Linked DNA regions of Sus scrofa: region 1 is linked to region 2. The links are chromatin contacts, called in public HiChIP or PLAC-seq maps. All regions are on one chromosome and are shown on one strand. The core of a region is the stretch at or near the end of the contact, and the rest is flanking DNA. Distances in the headings are between cores, read along the strand shown.

Evidence for each region. HiChIP or PLAC-seq counts read pairs in DNA pulled down with a chosen protein or histone mark.
Region 1: a contact with region 2 is called in an H3K27ac HiChIP or PLAC-seq map of alveolar macrophages. The contact joins two enhancer-like sites. A contact is called at or near these places in 1 of 47 Hi-C or Micro-C datasets (embryonic fibroblasts) and 1 of 2 datasets of contacts at active chromatin or transcription factors (alveolar macrophages).

Annotation. Positions count from the first base shown.
Region 1 is chr15:101,154,964-101,159,715 of Sscrofa11.1, forward strand. All of the region lies in intron 1 of ANKRD44 (serine/threonine-protein phosphatase 6 regulatory ankyrin repeat subunit B), which reads right to left. Among named protein-coding and RNA genes, the nearest start is that of ANKRD44, 54 kb to the right of the region's middle. Within about 2 kb of position 2,593, at least 11 of the 83 cell types and tissues checked have an H3K27ac peak or open chromatin away from gene starts, as enhancers often do. A contact at or near this core is called in alveolar macrophages, where this site is marked.
Region 2 is chr15:101,019,593-101,024,964 of Sscrofa11.1, forward strand. ANKRD44 (serine/threonine-protein phosphatase 6 regulatory ankyrin repeat subunit B) reads right to left here. Exons shown (of 28, transcript XM_021076238.1): 4 at 4,900-4,970. Among named protein-coding and RNA genes, the nearest start is that of ANKRD44, 190 kb to the right of the region's middle. Within about 2 kb of position 2,874, at least 8 of the 83 cell types and tissues checked have an H3K27ac peak or open chromatin away from gene starts, as enhancers often do. A contact at or near this core is called in alveolar macrophages, where this site is marked.

The sequences.
Region 1 (4,752 bases), core at 1,343-3,842, 140 kb after region 2:
GAAATTGGATTGGTATGATCTTTACACAACTACAGATGTGATAAATTCATTTGAGTAATAAAATAAAATAAAATATTCCCCAGGTTTTCAAATGTTTTAGCTGCAAAATTCTCGTTTTACTGTCTTACCAAGAACCATAAGGCTAATATTTAAATTAATTTTAAACCCTGCTAAGCAAAAGATCTGTATTTACTTCTTCCAAGCTTTGAAAAGAGCTCTTGAAAGATAATCTACACTCTTAATTAATCTTATACCTAAGAAAGAGCAGAGATTAGAGACAATTTTTGACACTCAGCCCCTTGCAAGGTAAGGTAAGGATCACGCAGGCTCCAGGATCAACACTGGTACCTATTTAACCTCAGCATGCTTCCTGAAGGAAGTTTTCAGGAATCCTTAGTCCAACTGCAAAGAGTTTGTTATTGTTCTTTGTTTTTTGCTTATTCATAAACCAAAATCAACTTGTATGAGGGTGGCACAATCTTGAGTCATTTTATTTTTTCAAACTTTTCCCTCAATGTTTTAAGAAGTTATTTTTATGCTTCAGGAGAAATTGAAAAGGGATTCATAAAAAAAATCTAGGGGGGGAGTTCCCGTCGGGGCTCAGTGGTTAACGAATCCGACTAGGAACCATGAGGTTATCGGTTCGATCCCTGGCCTTGCTCAGGGGGTTAAGGATCAAGCATTGCTGTGGCTCTGGTGTAGGCCAGTGGCTACAGCTCCGATTCGATCCCTAGCCTGGAAACCTCCATATGCCGCAGAAGCAGCCCAAGAAAATGGCAAAAAGACAAAAAAAAAAAAAAAAAATCTAGGGGGAAATTTCTCATTTATCCACTGGCTGCTACGGAAGTCTCTTCATTGTCAGGCATTATTAGAATCTTATTCTAAGATGTCAGAAAGCACGAGACAGTTTATTAATGTCTTCAATAATGCTGACTTCTGCATTATTCTATTAACATGAGTTATTCTACATCTATATATTCCACATATGTATATTACACATGATGTTATATAAAGAGGAACTTGGATGAACTTGAAAACCAGAAGGATATTAATGTAAAAGCCTTCATAAGTCAATTCTTTACTAACTCTCCAGGGTATTTCACATAAGTATTTAATTCACAGAAAAGCCCTTCAGCTGCAGCCTCAGCTGGGCAGAGAGAAGGCCCTATGGTTTGAGTTTTATCTTCTTCTGCAGCCAAGAAAAACAAAGTCACCTTAATGTGAAGTGGCCTCTGAGGAGACACGGGCAACTCCACATGGTTCTACAGTCAACAAGCAAAAGGGGAGTTCCCACTATGGCACAGAGGTTAACGAATCCAACTAGGAACGACAAGGTTGTGAGTTCAATCCCTGGCCTTGCTCAGTGGGTTAAGGATCCGGCATTGCCGTGAGTTGTGGCATAGGTCACAGATGTGGATCGGATCCCGCATTGCTGTGGCTCTGGCGTAGGTCAGCGGCTACAGCTCTGATTAGACCCCTAGCCTCCATATGCTGCAGGTGTGGCCCTAGAAAAGATAAAAAAAAAAAAAAAAAAAAAAAAAAAAAAGCAAAAGGGTTAACTGTCTACAAGTACACTGCGGCCTCCAGAACTGGCTAAATCTTATTCCACCTCTTCTAGAAACAATATTAATAATCAGTCCAGGATTCTGTGAACGATTCCATTACTGTTTCTGAGCTCAGCCACCCCCAGTGGGACTATTCTCTACCTTATTCTACAATATGTAGGCTGCACATCTTCTGGCCTCATTGAACTAAAACAGGCAAAAGCACTCAATATCTTACTACATGGTTTCATGTTAAGCTCGCAACTCCAGCCTATTGGTCAGAAATTTCAGTGCTTCCTGAACTATTCTACCCAGGTACCCTAACAGCAGAGGGGCAGATCCCAAGTACAAAATTAAGTTACCTCCCCTAGTCGCTACCTTAAATTCTTGTATATGTTCCATCTTAGTCCCTGTTACATATATGCATTTGCTTTAAAATTAAATGTTTCTTCTAAAACTCTAGGAAAAATGGGTCCTCCAGGAAGAGGTAGTAGGTATATTATAGCACTTGATGTAGCTGGTGGGGTACACCCCCCAGATTGTCCGCCTTATTCAAAATGCTCCCCTTCCCAACGGCAAACCACATCCACAAAGCAAGTTCCTAAAAGCCTGTATAACATGCTGCCCCAGGCTCTCACCACGTTAACAGAACCAAAAGGCCCCTGCTCAGGTAGACCAGGAGGTTTCCCATCCCGGGGATGTGAGGAGATGGAGAGTGAGATCTCTCTTGCTCTCTCGCTCTCTCTCTTTGGCTGGACCTGTAGCCACATGTTCCCCTCAGTCATCCAAGAAGTCAAGAAAGGAGGTCTTCAGAAAGCAGTAAGGGAAGGAAAGAGAAGCAGAGGTGAGAGGCAGAATGGCTATGCCGCCTGGGCCCCTGAGATGTCCAGTCGGGGTTGAGGGGGCGTCCTCCCTGGAGCTGGGTGCCATCAATTTGAAAGTTCAGCTCCCCATGTCGTTGGCCCCAGCACACCACAGGGAACTCCAGTTTGAGAAACATGAGCTAAGTGATAAGAAAGGCAACTCAGAGCCTCGTTCACCACAGGAGGAACCACTTTTGCTGTGGGTGCAACCTGGCTCCAACCACTGAGAAGATCAAAAAACTAAAAACTGAAAAAAGACACAAGGGCAGCAAAACCAAATTAATAACCAGTTGGGCTCCTCCTTGAATATAAACTAGATCTTCCTTCTCACCTAACAGGAAGGAGCCAATCTCATCTGCCTTGCCTCCAAACTAAATGTCATAGTTTTGGAATTGATAATTTGTAATTTGTAAATTAGGGCTCTAAAAGTTAAAATAAAAATAAATTTAAAAAAAGAGGAAGAGGTGCAGACTGGTCTTTAGCAGCACGGCAAACTTCCCTTTTCTCCAGGTTGTTATACGCTTTGCTGTTGTCACTAAGGACAATGTAGAAAGTGGCTGGCCCACCACAGCCAGCCACACATCCACCAGCACAAGACCACCAGAAAAAGCAGGGCTAGATCAAAAGAGAAATAGTGTACCTCTAGTCACATGAGGAAACCAGAGCAGCATCCCACACTTAGTAGAAGGAGGCCCACCAAATACAGAAATGTTTAATCATGCATCTGTGCCATATGTTACAGCAGATCTTTAAATTGAGTAATTACTGGGAGTTTCTTGGCAGGAGACCTTTAAATTGGGTAATTACTGGAAGTTCCCTGGTGATCTAGGGGTGAACAATTTGGCATTGTTACTGCTCTGGCATGGGTTCAATCCCAGGGCCAGGAACGTCCTCGTGCTGCAGACCTGGCCAAAAAAATAAATAAACAAACAAATAAATAAAAAATAAATAAATTGGGTAATTACCAAGTGCAGTTTAAACATAATAAGGAATCAATCCATCTGTTCTAAAAATCAAGAAAGAGAACTAAAGGAAATTCTTTTTCTTTTTTCCTCTTTTTTTATTTTTATTTTTTGGTCTTTTTGTCTTTTTAGGGCCACACCGGCAGCATGTAGAGGTTCCCAAGCTAGGGGTCGAATCAAAGCTTTAGCTGCCGGCCTACACCACAGCTCACAGCAATGCCGGATCCTTAACCCACCGAGCGAGGCCAGGGATTAAACCCACAACTTCATGGTTACTAGTCCAGTTCGTTAACCACTGAGCCACGACGGGAACTCCCAGAAATTCTTATGAGATTCTGAATTTATATTTCTATCATGGGGGCTGTCTTTTGTGTATGTGGTTTAAGAGAAAATGTATGGATGACCTTTCATTTGAACCCATCTTCAAAGCTAAGATTTAGTGTCTTTGAATTCATACCACTTTTACTTATTGCCCTAGACAGCAGAGAATAAGACAATTGGGGAGAATAACTGGAGATTTCAGGGCATTCCCTTGTGGTGCAGTGGGTTAAGGATCCGGTGATGTCACTGCAGCGGATTGGGAGATCCCTGGCCTGGGAACTTCCACACACCACAGGTGAGGCCAAAAAAAAAGCGAGAGATTTCAGATGAAGAATGAGCTTTCAGCAAGTGTCCAACATTGGACCAGGCTGGTTTCTAAGGCACTAGGTATGTGAACTTAAAACAGGACTCTATTTTTTTAAAAAAAGAATGTATGTGTACAACTGGGTCATGTTGCTGTACAGCAGAAGCTGGAAAAACCACGTACATCAATGACGCTTAAATAAATAAATAGAACAGGACTAACTGCCCGTCAGGAGGATTAGTAGAAAAGAATCTTGCCTTTCTATTTTGTGTTTTTGTGTGCCTTTAAAAGATCTTTAAAGTCTCCAAAATTCAGGTATCCTCCACAGATTGCCCATTTTACAAAAGGCACATATAGGCTCAGACAAAGGTAAAACAGTATGAACACAAGCATCTCCATCAAGGCAACAAAACCAAAGGGCATTATAGTCATTACATTAGGAAGTCAATCGACCTGGAGAAGATAGAAGGAAAAATATATATATTATATATATTATTATATATATATAATCTAAAGTTATAATCCAAAGTTAAATATATATATATATATATATATATATATACACACACACACACACGCACATATATATATAATCCAGGCACATTTTTTTAAAATACATTTTAAGATGCATTCTGAAGCAGACATCATTAATTTCCTGTAGAACAGATTTAAAACAAAGCCTAGGTGCTTCAGAAAATAGTACAGGAGAGAAGGGTACGTGTAAGGCTCTGTATGTAAACACAAGTCAAGAAGCTCAT
Region 2 (5,372 bases), core at 1,624-4,123:
CCATGCACAAAAATAAACTCCAAATGGCTGAAAGACTTAAATATACGACAGGACACCATCAAACTCCTAGAAGAAAACATAGGCAAAACACTCTCTGACATCAACATCATGAATATTTTCTCAGGTCAGTCTCCCAAAGCAATAGAAATTAGAGCAAAAATAAACCCATGGGACCTCATCAAACTGAAAAGCTTTTGCACAGCAAAGGAAACCCAAAAGAAAACAAAAAGACAACTTTCAGAATGGGAGAAAATAGTTTCAAATGATGCAACCGACAAGGGCTTAATCTCTAGAATATATAAACAACTTATACAACCCAACAGCAAAAAAGCCAATCAATCAATGGAAAAATGGGCAAAAGACCTGAATAGACATTTCTCCAAGGAAGATATACAGATGGCCAGCCAACACATGAAAAAATGCTCAGCATCACTGATTATAAGAGAAATGCAAATCAAAACTACCATGAGATACCACCTCACACCAGTCAGAATGGCCATCATTCATAAATCCACAAATAACAAGTGCTGGAGGGGCTGTGGAGAAAAGGGAACCCTCCTGCACTGCTGGTGGGAATGTAAACTGGTACAGCCACTATGGAGAACAGTTTGGAGATACCTTAGAAATCTATACATAGAACTTCCATATGACCCTGCAATCCCACTCTTGGGCATCTATCCGGACAAAACTCTACTTAAAAGAGACACATGCACCCGCATTTTCATTGCAGCCCTATTCACAATAGCCAGGACGTGGAAACAATCCAAATGTCCATCGACAGATGATTGGATTCGGAAGAGGTGGTCTATATACACAATGGAATACTACTCAGCCATAAAAAAGGATGACATAATGCCATTTGCAGCAACATGGATGGAACTAGAGAATCTCATCCTGAGTGAAATGAGCCAGAAGGACAAAGACAAATACCATATGATATCACTTATAACTGGAATCTAATATCCAGCACAAATGAACATCTCCTCAGAAAAGAAAATCATGGACTTGGAGAAAAGACTTGTGGCTGCCTGATGGGAGGGGGAGGGAGTGGGAGGGATCGGGAGCTTGGGCTTATCAGACACAACTTAGAATAGATTTACAAGGAGATCCTGCTGAATAGCATTGAGAACTTTGTCTAGATACTCATGTTGCAACAGAACAAAGGGTGGGGAAAAAAATGTAATTGTAATGTATACATGTAAGGATAACCTGACCCCCTTGCTGTACAGTGGGAAAAAAATAAATATATATATATATATATAAATAAAATAAAATAAAGTAAAATAAAAAAGAAATGTGAAAGGGACTTTTCTCTTAGAGGAAAAGAAAAAGCCACAAGTAGAAATATGAAAATTATGAAGGGAAAAATATCACAGAAAAGGCAAAAATACACTAAAGGTAGTAGATCACCCACTTATAAAGCTAGTAGAAAAGTTAAAAGACAAAAGTAATAAAATCATCTACATCCACAATAAGACAAAACAAAAAGATGTAAAATACAATGTCAAAAACATTAAACAGGAGTTCCCTTGTGGTGCAGCAGGTTAAGAATCTGGCACTGTCACTGCAGCAGCTCAGGTGGCTGCTGTGACATAGGTTTGATCCCTGGCCTTGGAACTTTCACACACCTCAGGCACAGCCACAACACTCCAACAAATGTTAAACATAGCAGAGAGGAGTAAAAATGCAGGGTTGCTAGAATGTAGTCAAACTTAAGAGATCTCCAACGTGTGTGTGTGTGTGTGTGTGTGTGTGAATAGTAACCAAATATGCATAAAACAACAGAAAAGAATCTAAACATAACACTACACATAGGGAAGAGAACAAAGCAAAAAAAGAACTATAAAAACAACCAGAAAACAATTAATGGAATGGCAGTAAGTAGTAAGGACACACCTATTAATAATTGCTTTAAATGTAAATGTGCAAAGTGCTCCAGTCAAAAGACAAAGTGGCTGAATGAATTAAAAAAAAAGAAAAACCACACATATACTGCCTACAAGAGACTCACTTCAGGTCTAAAGACACAACCCAGACTGAAAGAGGATTTAAAAAGGCGTTTCATGTAAATGGAAACAAAAAAGAAAGCCGAGATAACAATACTTATACCAGACAAATAGACTTTAAAATAAAGACTGTAACAAGAGGTAAAGAAAGACACTACATAACGATCAAGGGATCAATCCAATAGGAAGATATAATAAATAAATATATATATATATATATATAAACATACACCCAACACAGGAGTACCTAAATAGATAAAATATTAACAAACATAAGAGGAGAAATTGACAAAAATACAATCATAATAATAGGGGATGTTAATCCCCCACTTATATCAATGACCATCTACAAATCTTTGCAAAGATGCAAAACCAATAAGGAAAAACTGGCCTTAAATGACACATTAGGCCATAGAGAATTAATAAACACAGAACAATTCCACCAAACACAGCAGAATACACATTCATCTCAAGTGTAAAAGGACATTCTCACACATAGATCAACATGTCCCCAGTCAGTTCTAACAACAGTTACAGAGACTCTAATTTTCCTAAGAAACTTTTCAACTTGCAATGACATATTAATATGAAGACATCCTCTCTTGTAAACTTATGTACGACCCCATACATTTAAAACTTGGGGTCTCTCTCTCTTTTTTCTTTTTTTTTGGCTGCACCTGCAGCATGTAGAAGTTCCTACGCCAGGGATTGAACCCATGCCACAGCAGTGAAAATGCTGGGTCCTTAACCCACTGAGCCACGGAGGAACTCCAAAACTCAGGGTCTCCTTGTATTTAATTTTTTCCTGGCAAGAGACAATTGCAAGGGAATTTTTTCCCCCAGCACACCCACAGAGGGAGCTGGTTCCTTAAAGAAGCAACGAATAACTTTATCAGATATAAAGGTCAATCCATAGTTGGGCTGACTGAATTTGGACACTAAAGACATGCAAAGAAAGTAAGTTTACGGTTGATGGAAAAATGGATGTTTTAAGGATTGAAGCCTTTGCAGCTAGTTGAGCAACAAAGGTGGCGATCACTTGGGAAAGGCACAGAATACTGAAACCATCTGGTTTTGTGTCTTTCTGTCCCACTAGTCTACATGTTTCCTAAGAGCAGGGCCATGTGACCCATTTCTTTGTAGCTTCATCAGCAAGCACAGTCCCTGGCATATAGGAAGTGCTTAGTTAAACACTTTTTTGAACTAAAAAAAAAAAAAAAAAAAAAGTAGTTTTTATTCAAAAAGGAAACAAACCCATATTTTTCAAAAGATACTTAAGAAATTTACTAAAGATCAAATGGTCTTAAAAGACCAGGAAATACTCCTCTATGAAGGAGCCGGCCTCATGAAGCTGGTCACAGAATTCGAGCAGTCCACTGCATCTGCTTTCCCGGCTAAACCAGAAATGAAATATAGGATAAGAAGATTTTGAATTCCCCAAGGTCTGAGCCAGACAACTTAGGATCATTTGCTTCCCTCATCCCAGTTGGGCTATTTGGAAAGAGAAAACAACCAACCTCTCACTGAAACAACAGCAATAACCATAACACCTCCAATCACATAGCACAGCAAGGAAGACTATGAGCACTAAGCTGTCATCTACTAAGCCTATTGTGAAATTTCCAAGTAGTTGCCAAAGAAAAGCTGCCACTGATGACAGCCACTGACACCTGCAACACTGAATACATTCTCAGCGACACCTCTTACTCCCAGGTGTATCTGGAGAACAACATCTTCTCCAGTAGCAAAGAAGAAACTTCATTTGGTAAAATCAGCTAAAGCCTAGTCATCCAAAGCCAAGTGCTTCCAAAGTTAGAGTCTCTTGTGTCTCTGGATGGAAAGGGTACCCTCTGACTTCGAGACATGTATTCACCAGGCTTCCCTGCCACCGCCCCCCACCCCCCAATTGGTCTTCTCTTCTCATCCCTATACTTTCCCTAAACCAGCTGATCCATTTGCCATGGTTTCATGATAAGCCTCTCTGTTTCCAAGCTCTAGATCTATATCAATCACGCTAATCTATTTGCCATCTTCACCAGAATTCCCAGCATTCAAAATAAATTCTTCCTTGAGAGCCTACAATGTACTAGGCTTGAGATACATCAGGAAACAAAACACAGATCCCTCCCATCACAGTGCTTACACTCCAGTGACATGTTTGCCAAACTCAGCATGTTCACAGAGAAATGATTAGCATCCCCAAACCCTCTGCCCCGGTCTTCCCAGTTAATGGTTGTCACCACTCACCCAGTGGCTTTCTTTTGACCTCTCCTCACAAGTTCCAAATCTTGTCAGGTTTATACTTATCAATGCTGTCATCACTCCCCACTGCTCAGAGGACACCCAGGCCTCTGTTATCTGACCCAAGCTCTACTATCAGACTTATCTTCTACTACACCCTGGGGTTCTCGCTACATGTAACTGAACCCACCATTCCTTCATTTCCACGGCCCTTGTCCTATAGCATGTTTCTCTTCCTGCCTTAGCCTTTCTTCTTTCTCTTGACCTGGTAAGTCCCTACTCATCCTCTAAGGACTAGCTCAACTGACACCTCTTCTTAAAATACTACGTCTGTTCAAGAAGACAATTATTTGCTTCCTCCTCCAATTCAGTTATAATACTATACCTATCTACTTACCTGTTTACAGCCCCCTCCAGGCTGAAAATTCACTGACGTCAAGCATCACATCATCCCTCTTGGACCACCCCAACCAGCCCCTAGCACCATGCCTGGCATGCAGAAGGCGCTCAGATAAACAGCTGTTTAATTCAATAACCCTCCTGCATTCGAAGTAAAAGCCTTTGCTCCCCAGTGAGAATCCATAATTTAGCAGAAAGCATATTTCTCTTTCTAGGAACTGGAGGTGCTAGATTAAATAAGATAATCACTCACTTCACTTCTGGAGGCAACAGCCCGGTGCAGCGGGGTCAGCCACATGTTGTCCTTGGCATTTACACGAGCTCCTGGAACCAAACAGCACAGATTAGAGGCATAACACAGTCAGGGCTGGTTCTGCTGATGTGAAATCAGACGCTATAGCCTGTGCTCTCATTTGCCTGCTATCACTACCCCGTTTTGTTTTGTCTTTCCTTTATATCAGTCATGTGCTCTCTAGCCTCCAGGCAGGAGGAGATACCCAGAGCAGTAGAAGCAGCAAGAACAGGAGCTAAGAATGTCATAAGAATTGGGTAAAGACTGGATGAGAAAGAACACTGTCTCACTAGGTAGGAGATACAGTTGTAAGAAAGCTGAGACTCTCCAAGACTTCTATAGAAATGTAGACTGTGAAGAATAAAGAACTTCTCAGGGTATGTGTGTTCTTGAATATAATATATATCCCTGAATATAAGATATATAATCATATA